Regions from separate parts of the Cricetulus griseus genome. Here region 2 is linked to region 1. Evidence: chromatin contacts called from public Hi-C data. All regions are on one chromosome and are shown on one strand. The core of a region is the stretch at or near the end of the contact, and the rest is flanking DNA. Distances in the headings are between cores, read along the strand shown.

Region 1 (5,261 bases), core at 1,504-4,003:
TGGGTCTGTAATTCATGGGTCTTAAAGGCTCTGCTTTGGCAAAATAATGGATTCCAAAGCTTTGGGGTAATGGATTGCCCATTCGGAACAACTGGAAGGATCATGTTCTTCTCCTATGTGAAATACTTTCCAACTCTTGCTGTTGTGTGGCATGATTTTTTTGTGTGCAGTATGCATGGGTGTACAGATACATGCATGGGGACACATGTGTACATGTGTAGCATGTGCCTAGAGGCCAGAGGACAATCTCCACTGTCCTTCCATGGGTGCTGCCCACCATGTTTTCTGAATTGAGATCTATCAGTTGGTTGCCTGGCTGCTCCAGGGGTCCACTTGTCTTTCTCTCCTCAGGGCTGGGATTCCAAGCACACACCACCATGCCTGACTTTTTATGTGCATTCTGGATGCTGAGAGCTCAAGGTCTCATGCTTGCAATCTATACCCAGATTGACAGGTAAACTTGTAGTTGCATAGAAATAGCTCTGGTTTCTAGTGAGCGTGTCTCAGTGAGAGAGGCCAGAGTGAGGGTGCAGGATGTAGCGGGGACTGATAGCAAGGCATTGCTTTCTAAGCCTGTCCAGCCAGCGAGCTGCTCCCAGCTTACTGTCATAGGCTTGTGACCTCTGACCAGGGCATCTTCTCTCCTAAGAATGACACAAAGGCTAAATTCAGTCCCTTCTTGTTAAGTTTCATTAAATTTCAGTGGGTTCTTCAAGGCACTCAAATGCACCCTTTTCTAATGAATTAATCATAAGACCTCCTCTTATAAGATACCCATAACCCACTTGTCCTTCTCCAAGATGCTGAAAGTTCCAACCCCACCCTCTAATCTCCAGGAAGTTAATATTTAAGACTAGCATTCTTATTAGATGGCTAATAAAAGAAAAGAAGTCTCCATTGCTTTTTAGGGTTAAAAATCAAAACTTGAAGCCTGTAAATACAGGAATATAGGAAAGAACTGTGATTGGATGGACTTACTAGTAGCAACCGTGCAGGAGACAAAGAAGCAAACATCCCGCACTGGAGGCGTTTTGGAAAGGACATTGTTTTTAGTGCCATTCTTCTTACCTAATACCAAGTGACTAAATAGCAGAAACCTGACTTGCTTATAACAATGCATAGGATTGTTGGTTATTGTTGTGGGCCAATTAGATAACAGGAAATTTTCCTATTTCATGTGGATCTTGGCTTATAACTGGCTTCATTACTATGGAATAGCTTCAGTAAAGTCTTCACATTATAGCAAAGTTATTTGTTACACCCACTGGGCAAGTACTTATTTTATACCCTCCGATTGCCCCCAGTTGTGCCAGGTACCAGGGAGATATCAGCAAATGGAGAAGACTGGACTCTGGTCAGCTTAGCTGGGCAGTACTCAGAAGAGAGGGCACTTTCTTTCAGAGCTTGTCTTAAGTGAAAAGGCCACCAGGGGAAGAAAATGACAAGTTCTTCTATTGTGTAACATATCTCCAGCAACCCTCTGACATGTTCTAAAACAGGGAGGATGGCATCTTCCAAATACGCTTGCTTTTTCCATTGCAAATACATGAAGAGAAATGACACAGGCTCTCGTCCATACGGGACTCCAAGTGTCCGCCTCATCCTGCTTCAAAAATGGCATAATTCTGCACTGATAAAAACAAAACATACTAACAAAAAACCCAAACAAAACAAAACCAAAATCAACAACAAAACACCCACCCAAACCAAAAGCACTGATCTGACAAAAGCACTGATTAAAACTGGTGTTAGTCAGCAACAAATGTGTTCAAGTTGAGTGAGTCCTGCCTCTCTGCTCTCTTATATGACAAGTTACACGGTCTCTAAGTGTTCAGCTGTGTCCGATCATCTGCTGCCACACTCGGAGAAGACCCCACCCCAAGCCACAGTGGTGCTCAGGGTCTGGAGGCTCTCTGAAGTTGGTATTTTGCTTTTGCTCTGAGCACATGATAATCAATCCTAACACTTTTAGGAACCGGAAGAGTGATCCAGTCTGCCTAAATTCAGAAGGTTTTAAGATGACATCATCTGTAACCCTATCTACTGTGATCATCTACTGTATTTTTGTTTACCAGTGTTAAGGAGCCAACTTAGGGCCTTGCCCATTGAAGGTGAGCATTTACCACTAGGCTAAACCCGGGGCTTCCATTTGCTGTATTTTTCTTTATCACAGTATAAAATAACAGCAGCTGTCTCCATTACTAATACCTTTCAGCTGCAATTCGACCCTACAGTCCAACAAAGAAACCCACAGTGAACTTATTTAAAATATTTATTTTTTTTCAACAGCGCTCTCTTGTCTTCCTTTATGCCTTGCGGGGGAGAGTCATTTAAAAACCAGAGTTTGGTGTTCTGGAATACCGTACTTCCCTTTGTGCTCATCAAATAGTTTCCTTAGCTCCTCCATGTAGGTCTGATGCAGCTGTTCAGTCTGCTCTGGGGTCGGGTTTGGAGTCCGCTGGACAGGGATGGGGCGGCCAACTGTGAAAAACAGAACACGCATCACCCTCGAGGAACAACCACCGCTGGGCCACAGCCCATGTCTCCAGTGGGCGTCTGAGGGCTGGGCTGCCAATCCACATCCCTCCAGCCCGCTGGCTCCAGTCCTCTCCTCAGCTCACTGGCTGCCTGCCTCAGTCACACCATCGCACTTGACAGCAAATAGAGTTTCCCTTCTCAGCAGACACTGGGCTGTCATTCTCCTGTGGTTTGACTTCTGAGTCAAATGCGCTGCTGTACCCGCGGGCTGCAGCTGTGAGCAGAGGAGGCTTTGCCACGTCACCCTCCTTCTCTCCTAGGCACAGCTGACAGCCAGACCACAGTGTTCTTATTATGACTGACTGAAGTGCTCAGGTCACGCGGCATCCCTCTATTCTGACTCATTTCTTCTTCTTTCTTTTCTTTTCTTTTCTTTTTTAACCTTTCGAAACAATCGAAAGTGTCACATATCTGTAGGAATATGTGACACTTTCCTATGCGAAGCATCTGTAAGACAGAAAGTCATATAATCACAAAAACTGAAAGCAACCACAGCTCAAGAGGAAAGCAGTTACATAAGTTGAGTGACATTATTCACTGGAACCCTAGGCAGCTATCTTTTAAAAAGAAATAAATAACTCGGGACGCATAATGTCTAAAATGTCAAAGAAAAGTTGCAAAATTAAGTGTGGCACTATCTGCCAGAAAAAATATATTTCTAGGTGCGAGTACTTTTAGTGCATAGAAGGAAAATCTGGAAAGATCAGCATTTCCCTCTGGGAAGGGAGAAAGAGATAGGGAAAGGTTCGTCTTATCTGTATCCTGAGTGTTCCACAAAGAAAAGAGCATTTACTTCATCTGTGTAATTATAAAAATGCCGACTAGTTGTAAATAAACCTGGAGGTTTCTGCACATATTTAAAAGGTGTTTATATAATAAGCAGCCTTAAAGAGTGTTCAGAAATGCAAGTCTTTGGCGCCTGTATACACTGCGCCATCTGCTGGCTCGATACTGCTACTGCTCCAAGGCCCGGATAAGCAGGGTGATCGACTTCAATCCTTGTTGGAAACTGCTTCTTCTAAAGTCATTATCTTGGGCGTGAGGCCTGTGCATGTGACTGTAAGGGGAAAATGGGAGTTTACATCGGGAGGGACCTCCTTTGTCTTTCTCCAAGCTACGTACAAGGGTAAAATCGTGCCAGTAACAGAAGGTGGTTATTTAAGAAAAAAACTGAACAAACGCGAAGGAAGAGAGCAGGCAGCAAGCCCTAAAGAGCATGCATATGGGAGTTTGAGGGGCGCAGAGAAAGGAGTGACACACCCACACCGGAAACTGCTGAGTGTTTCAACAGACGGAGCCTCCAAACGCTCGTGGACAGGTTTCTTTGGTCTTTTGGAAGTCAAATTTCTGCGCGGTAGACCTCAGTCCCTTGATACACAGCAGAGAGAACCGGAGGAAATAAACCACATGAGCTGGTGCATGCCCGTAGTTCTAGCACTCAGGAGACAGAGGCAAGGGGGATCCGGAGTTCTAGTGCAGCCTTGGGATACCCTGGATCTATCTTACTTTTCTCTCTGGCCTAAATTTTCCTGTGCATGGGATGATAGAGTACACCTCGAGGTTCTCAAAGCTTCTTGGCAGTTCTGAACTTTGAGGGAAGAAAACTGAGAAACCTGTATCCAGATTGACCGGTAAACTCTAGTTTCATGGGACTAGCTCTAGTTTCTAGTGAGAGTGTCTCAGTGAGAGAGGCCAGAGTGAGGGTGCAGGATGCAGCGGGGACTGATAGCGAGCCGTTGCTGTCTAAGCCTGTCCAGCCAGCGAGCTGCTCCCAGCTTAGTGTCACACACTTGTGACCTCTGAATCAGGGCTCTTCTTTCCTAAGACACCATGGCTAAGTGCAGTCCTATTCCCTTTTTGTTAAGTTTCATTAAATTTCAGTGGGTTCTTCAAGGCACTCAGATACACCCTTTACTAATGAATTAATCATAAGACCACCTCTTGTAAGATGCCCATAGCCCACTTGTCTTTCTCTGAGATGCTAAAAGTTCCAAACCTGCTCCCCAACTCCCAGGAAGTTAATATTTAAGCCTACTGTTGTGGAATATTAGTTTAAGATGTGTTATATTGGATATGCTATGGACCATTTGTTTAGTGATGCAAAGATGTGTTGAATTTTTTTCATGTTGCATTTGTTTAATTCTGTGAAATTGTGTTACTTTGCCTGTCTATAAAAACTGATTAGGAAGAGTTTGAGGCCAGCCTGGTCTACAAATTGAGTTCTAGGACAGCCATGGCTGTCTTGAAAAACCACCACCAACAACGAAAACCTGATTGGTCCAATAAGGAGCTGAACAACCAATAGGAAGGCAGAAGAGAGGACAGCCCAGCGGCAGGCAAAGATTATAAATAGAAGGAACAAGAGAACAAGGAGAGGAGGGCACTAGGGGCCAGTCACCTAGGGAGTAAGAGTGAAAGTAAGATATACAGAAGAAAAGGAAAAAGTTCAGAGGCAAAGATAGATGGGTAATTTAAGTTAAGGAAAGCTGGCTAGAAATAAGCTGAGCTAAGGCCAGGCATTCACAAGAAAGAATAAGATTCTGAATGTGATTTATTTGAGAGCTGGATGGTGAGCCCCTTAAAAAGCCAAAGGAGCAGAAACAATGAACAACAGCCTGGCATTCTTATTAGAGGACAAAAAACATTTCCATTGCTATTTAGGGATAAGCTGAGATAACAAAGCAAAAAATTTGATCTTCAAGACTAAGACTAAAAATTCAAGG
Region 2 (5,261 bases), core at 940-3,439, 110 kb before region 1:
CTAGCTAAGAGCTGAAATATGAAATTACTCAATAGAATATAAACTACAATACTTGTGAAAATTATGATGCTTTTCCAAATTAGAAAAACCTGTCACTTTGAGCCTAGTTTAGGGATAGGAGAACTGTCTAAATCACACCTTTAAATCCAAAGCTCATCTATAAGATTCTTGCTTCTGCCCGGCATTGGTGGTGCATGCCTTTAATCCCAGCACTTGGGAGGCAGAGGCAGGCCGATCTCACAGTTTGAGGCCAGCCTGGTCTCCAGAGCGAGTGCCAGGATAGGCTCCAAAGCTACACAGAGAAACCCTGTTTCGGAAAAAAAAAAATTGTAGTTGCTCAAAAGTTTTTAAACTATTGTTCTATTCACATTCAGAACACAAGACTGAATCTAGGAAAATCTCACACTATCAGTTTTTAAAAGGCAGCTCCCTAGATTTCCATCTAAATCAAAATCCTTATTATAATCTCTACTCACTCAATACCACACCTTTACTGCAAGTAAACACAGCTTACACTCACCCATTTATCTACAAGATCAATGGCTTGGAGTCTAATCCCTGCCTAAGGACACAGGGTCACATCAATTCTGTCCTTGATGCATTTCCCGAAGCTAACAAGGTATCTGGCATAACAGAAATGAGAAGGCTCTAGGTGAATAATTAACTGAATCAGGAATAAGCTAGAGATGTTCCCCCAATGTCCTTCACTTTGCCCTTCTTTGCCTTCTTCAAGGAGGACATCTTGGACTCACCGAATCCTTGTGCTTTAAGTCACTCAGCCCAAATGTCCCACAAATCCAGTAACTGGGCTCCAAAGACACCTGGCGACTGCTACGGACAGCAACACTGCAATCAACGTACTTTATGACAGATGAATCAGAGAACAACTTAAGGAAAAAAAAAAATACAATCGGTCTTCATCCCTACATGTGAGGACTGCACAGAAAACACAAACTCTGACCAACTGACTCCCCCATCCCAACACTTCCTTTCAACTCAGCTGCACCATCGGAACCAACGTGGAAATACAAAACTGGCTACCACAAAAGGTTAAAACGATACCGAACTCTGCAGAGCCCTGAAGAAACCCCAGACCAAAGCCACAGTGCAAACTGTTCATTCCTGCAGCAAACAGAGAGCTGCGTGCTACTAATGCCATCAGATGTAAGTGCTGTGGATTCAGACGCACCCCCCTGGGGCTCCAGTTTCTCCTACTAGATCACATCTGGGGTAAGTTAATGTGTCCAGGGTGCGGGTTCTCTCACTGTAAAACGGGAAGTGTGCACCCGTCCTGGTGGACTAACAACATAAACATTTAAGCTGCGCATAAAATACTCCGTGTGTGGCGTCTAATAAAGGCTCAATAAATATCAGCTCTGTCATTCTGGTCAGTAATCACTACTTCCACAAAGCCGGCCCCCTCTCCAGGTTTCTATATAATCCCCAACTATTGTCCTGCGGGTTCTATCTCGGAGGGGCTCTTGATCACAGTGTACCTGTTCTAGAACCAGAATGGGCACTGCAGCTGGATCTTCATCTGTGAGATCCCTTCACCCGATCACAAACACCTTGACCCCCGGGGGGCTGCTGGTGTGTGCGTCGCGTGACTGACTCGTGTTGCGACTAAAAACGCACTTGAAGAGGGAAAACCAGAGAAGTCCCCACGCCAGTCCCACCGCCCCGCACACGCAGTTTCTGCTCTCCCGCCCCCCCCCCCGCCCCCGGCCCGGGCTTCGGGGAACCGCTGGGCGCGGGTTCCTCCCACGGTCTCCGCGCGGTCCTGTGGAGCGGGACGACCCCACCCCCACGCCCGTGCCCGTGCCCGCAGCGGAGGCCGCGGTGCATCCTTCCTCCCGCTCCCCCCGGCTCCACGCCGGCGGTTTCCCCGACCCCGCGCGGACGCCCCACTCCTCATCCTCCACCAACCCCTTTCCCGGACCCCTGCGCGGCCCAGGCATCCGCTCGGGCACCGGCCGGCCGCATGCATGCCGAGGGGAGGCCTGGCCGCCCTCCCGCGACCCTCAGTCTCCTCACAACGGGCGCTGCGCGCACTCACCGTGGACTCCGACCCACGCAGGCCTGGCTGCTCCCGGGAGCGGTTCCCGCCTAGCGCCACCTCCTCAGGACCTTGCCGGAGCTGCCGAGGCCGCCCCGCGAGAAGGGGACGACCGCCCGCTCAGCCTCCCCGGCCGCCGCCGCCGCCGCCGAATTCGTCCCAGCCCGCGGCCGCAACCGCAGCGACGTCCCCCGGCGCCGGCTGAGCAGCGTCTGTTGAGCCGCAGTCCTGGACGCGCAGCCCTGGCCGGCGCTCGTTGCTTATGCAAAGAGACTGCCGCCCATTGGCCCGCGGGCGGTGGCGCGTGAGGGGATGAGCCAATCAAATGCGGGCCTGGGGAGCGCGGGGCTGGCGGGCGGGGCGGGGCGAGGTTACTATAGGTCATTCTGCAGAGCCGCCGCCGCCGCCGCCGCCGCCGGCTGGACCGAGCTGGGGCCCGCGGAGGGCGGGGATGGAACCCTCCGGGAGGGGAGCGGCGGGCCCGACCTGAGCTAAGGCTGCTGCAGAGGGGAGAAGGGCCTGGAGCGGGGGAGATGGAGGGATAGACGACAGGCGGCGACGAGGGTGCCCCGCAGAGACTGCAAAACCCGCTTTCACTGCCGTGATGCATAAATCTCAGTGTAGAGCGAGAAATAGCATGCTTGTTCTTTTTTTCATTCTTCTCTGGAATGGATTCGTGATCCTAGTTTGAGCACGAATTTCTAGCCAATCTTGCAAGGGGAAAAAAAATAATAATAACGTTTGGAAATGCCTGTGGAGGGAAAAGGCTCAAAAGCTCAAAGCACGCCCAGTGTTTCTCTTGCATGGACTTCATTTAACGCTGTGTGTAACCCGTTTACCTCCCAAATCTTCACATACCCCAATTTCATGTTCGTTTTCAAAGGGTGAAAGTTTACTCCAAATTACTGTTTATGACCAGGAAATGTGTGTGTTTAGTTTGCCATTGTATATCGTTTTGGACACCGCACCAGAGAAAGGCATTTATTGTAAGGCTGCCTGCCCCCCATTCAGACAAAACATACACAGAGCAAAATTCAGATGACTAAAACAACCACTCCAGTGTAATATTAAAAGACTGTTCATGGCAGGATTTCCCCCCCTTAACCCAACATATTATTAAGTTGGTCTGTGAACTCTTCTTTAAGTAGGTGAAAGGTTGAGTTGCTGAGATAGCCTCAAGCAAAGGCAGAGGCTCACTTACCAAGACAATCTTAAAAAAAAAAAAAAAAAAAATTTCAGGAAGCTGTCAGAACTTGAAGGAGGTGGAGCCAGAGCTCACTCACCTTGGGCCCCTGGCCAGTCTAACTGCCTAAGAGAACAGATAGTGCTTGACTCAAGCAACCAGTCCCAACTAGGGAAGCAATGTATCTGTAGCTCTTGATCTGTCCAAGGAAACCCTGCCAACAAATGGAATGCCGAATTTCTACTCTGTAGAGGGATGTCTACCTTAGAAGTGATAATCCCAGAACCCAAGAAACCTCTAGAAAAACTAAACAACCTCGAGACAGGAAAACAATTACTGAACCTTCCTCCCCCATTAATAAACATAAAAGTGTAGAATTCCAGAGATGTCTTTTCTTCATTATGTCTTTATATGTTAGATAGTATTTTACGGACATGTATTTACATTTTACAGAAAATACTCTTGAAATTCAAAGGCTAAATTCAAACATGTTCACCATTGAACACTAAGGCTAGACAGAAATTATTGTATTTCTGTTCGCTAGGCTTCTTTGTATGGGTGTTTATTACTTGTGGGCTAACAGGAGCCAAGATCTCCCTGTGTAGCTCAGACAGGCCTGGATTTTTACTATGTAGACCAGGGGGGCCTAGAGTTCATGGTGATCTTAGATGATTCTAGGATTACAGGTGTTATCCACCACGTTAGATTTTGTTTATGTCAGGTATCAGGCAGGGTTTTACACTGTGCCCACTGAACTCCGAGCAATCTCCCTGCTTCACATAGATTTATTTAGTTGTTGTTGTTTTAAAAACAGCAGGGTGTGATGACACACCCTTTTAATCTCAGTACTTGGAAGGCAGAGGCAGTTAGATCTCTAAATCTGAGGCCTGCCTGGTCTACTTAGCAATTTTTTTAATTGCTATCTCAAAATAAATAAATAAACAAACAAACAAAGGCTGGCCAAGTAGCTCATAGGTAAGGGTACTTGTTGCCGTGCCTGGTGAACTGAATTTGTTCCCTGGACCATATTGTGGAAGAAGAGAATGGATTCTCAAAAGTTGTCCTTTGACCTCCCCTGAATCACCATGGATGCATGTACACACATACAAAAAAATTTAAAAAATATGACAAAGAAAAGGGGAAACAAACTCTATTGGCTGTAGTGACTCACATTTGTAATCCCAGCACTAGAGTCGCTGAGGCAGACAGGAGGGCTGCCATGACATTGACATCAGCTTGGGCTGAAGTGAATTGCAGACCAGCTTAACCTCCAGGGTGAAACCTTGTCTCAGAATAGCAGACAAAAAAAATAAAAAAGTTCACATTTCGTTTCTCTTAGAAAGGTTTTCAGTATGTGTTCTTCAGAGATTTTGGGGGCATTGAATTTTCATTACATTTTCCTTTTTTATGAAATTTCAAGTCAGAAACTACTGCTAATGGTCAACCAAATGAAATCATGAATAGGAGCAAGGCAGTCCCTTTTGCCATTTCAATATATTTCCAACTTAGAGGGACACTGAGGGGAATTGTGTATAATTGGCATAAACATGATGTGGTCTGTGAAGAGTCATAGAAAGATAGTCTGTGACTATATCACAAAAACTACATTTTCCATCACGATACAACAGCAAGACCAGCTGATATTTAACTTTTTCACTTCCAGCGGATGGATGGGTATGGATATAGTACATGATACTATTTGAATTAAGCAGATTATTCAAAGGTGCAGAATAATCAACAAAAGCAACTTTAAAAATGTTGATTACAGCCTGGCAATGTGGCACAAGCCTTTAATCCGGACTTGGGAGACACAGGCAGGTGGATCTCTTTGAATTCAAAGACAGCTAGGGCTATGTGTAGAGAAACCCTGACACCAAAAAAAATAAAATAAATCACTTACTGTTATACATAGAGACCTCAAAAGGCAGGGCAAGTACAGGCAAATAATCCCAGCACTTCAGATGCAGAGGCAGGAGGATCTGCTGCTGTTCAAGTCAGCTTGCTCCACATACAGCTCTTAAC

The links. Hi-C and Micro-C count contacts between places; a contact is called where the count stands out from the background.
Region 2: a contact with region 1 is called in a Hi-C map of fibroblasts, with 5 times the contacts expected there. The contact joins the promoter of Acsl3 here to the enhancer-like site in region 1. A contact is called at or near these places in 4 of 8 Hi-C or Micro-C datasets (the CHO-K1 cell line, fibroblasts and liver).

Annotation. Positions count from the first base shown.
Region 1 is chr2:431,472,738-431,477,998 of CriGri-PICRH-1.0, reverse strand. It overlaps Mogat1 (2-acylglycerol O-acyltransferase 1), which reads right to left. Exons shown (of 6, transcript XM_027397337.2): 6 at 2,255-2,481. The coding sequence ends at 2,327. Among named protein-coding and RNA genes, the nearest start is that of Mogat1, 34 kb to the right of the region's middle. Within about 2 kb of position 2,753, at least 5 of the 6 cell types and tissues checked have open chromatin away from gene starts, as enhancers often do. A contact at or near this core is called in the CHO-K1 cell line and fibroblasts, where this site is marked.
Region 2 is chr2:431,582,564-431,587,824 of CriGri-PICRH-1.0, reverse strand. It overlaps Acsl3 (long-chain-fatty-acid--CoA ligase 3), which reads right to left and starts at 2,189. Exons shown (of 15, transcript XM_027397341.2): 1 at 2,057-2,189.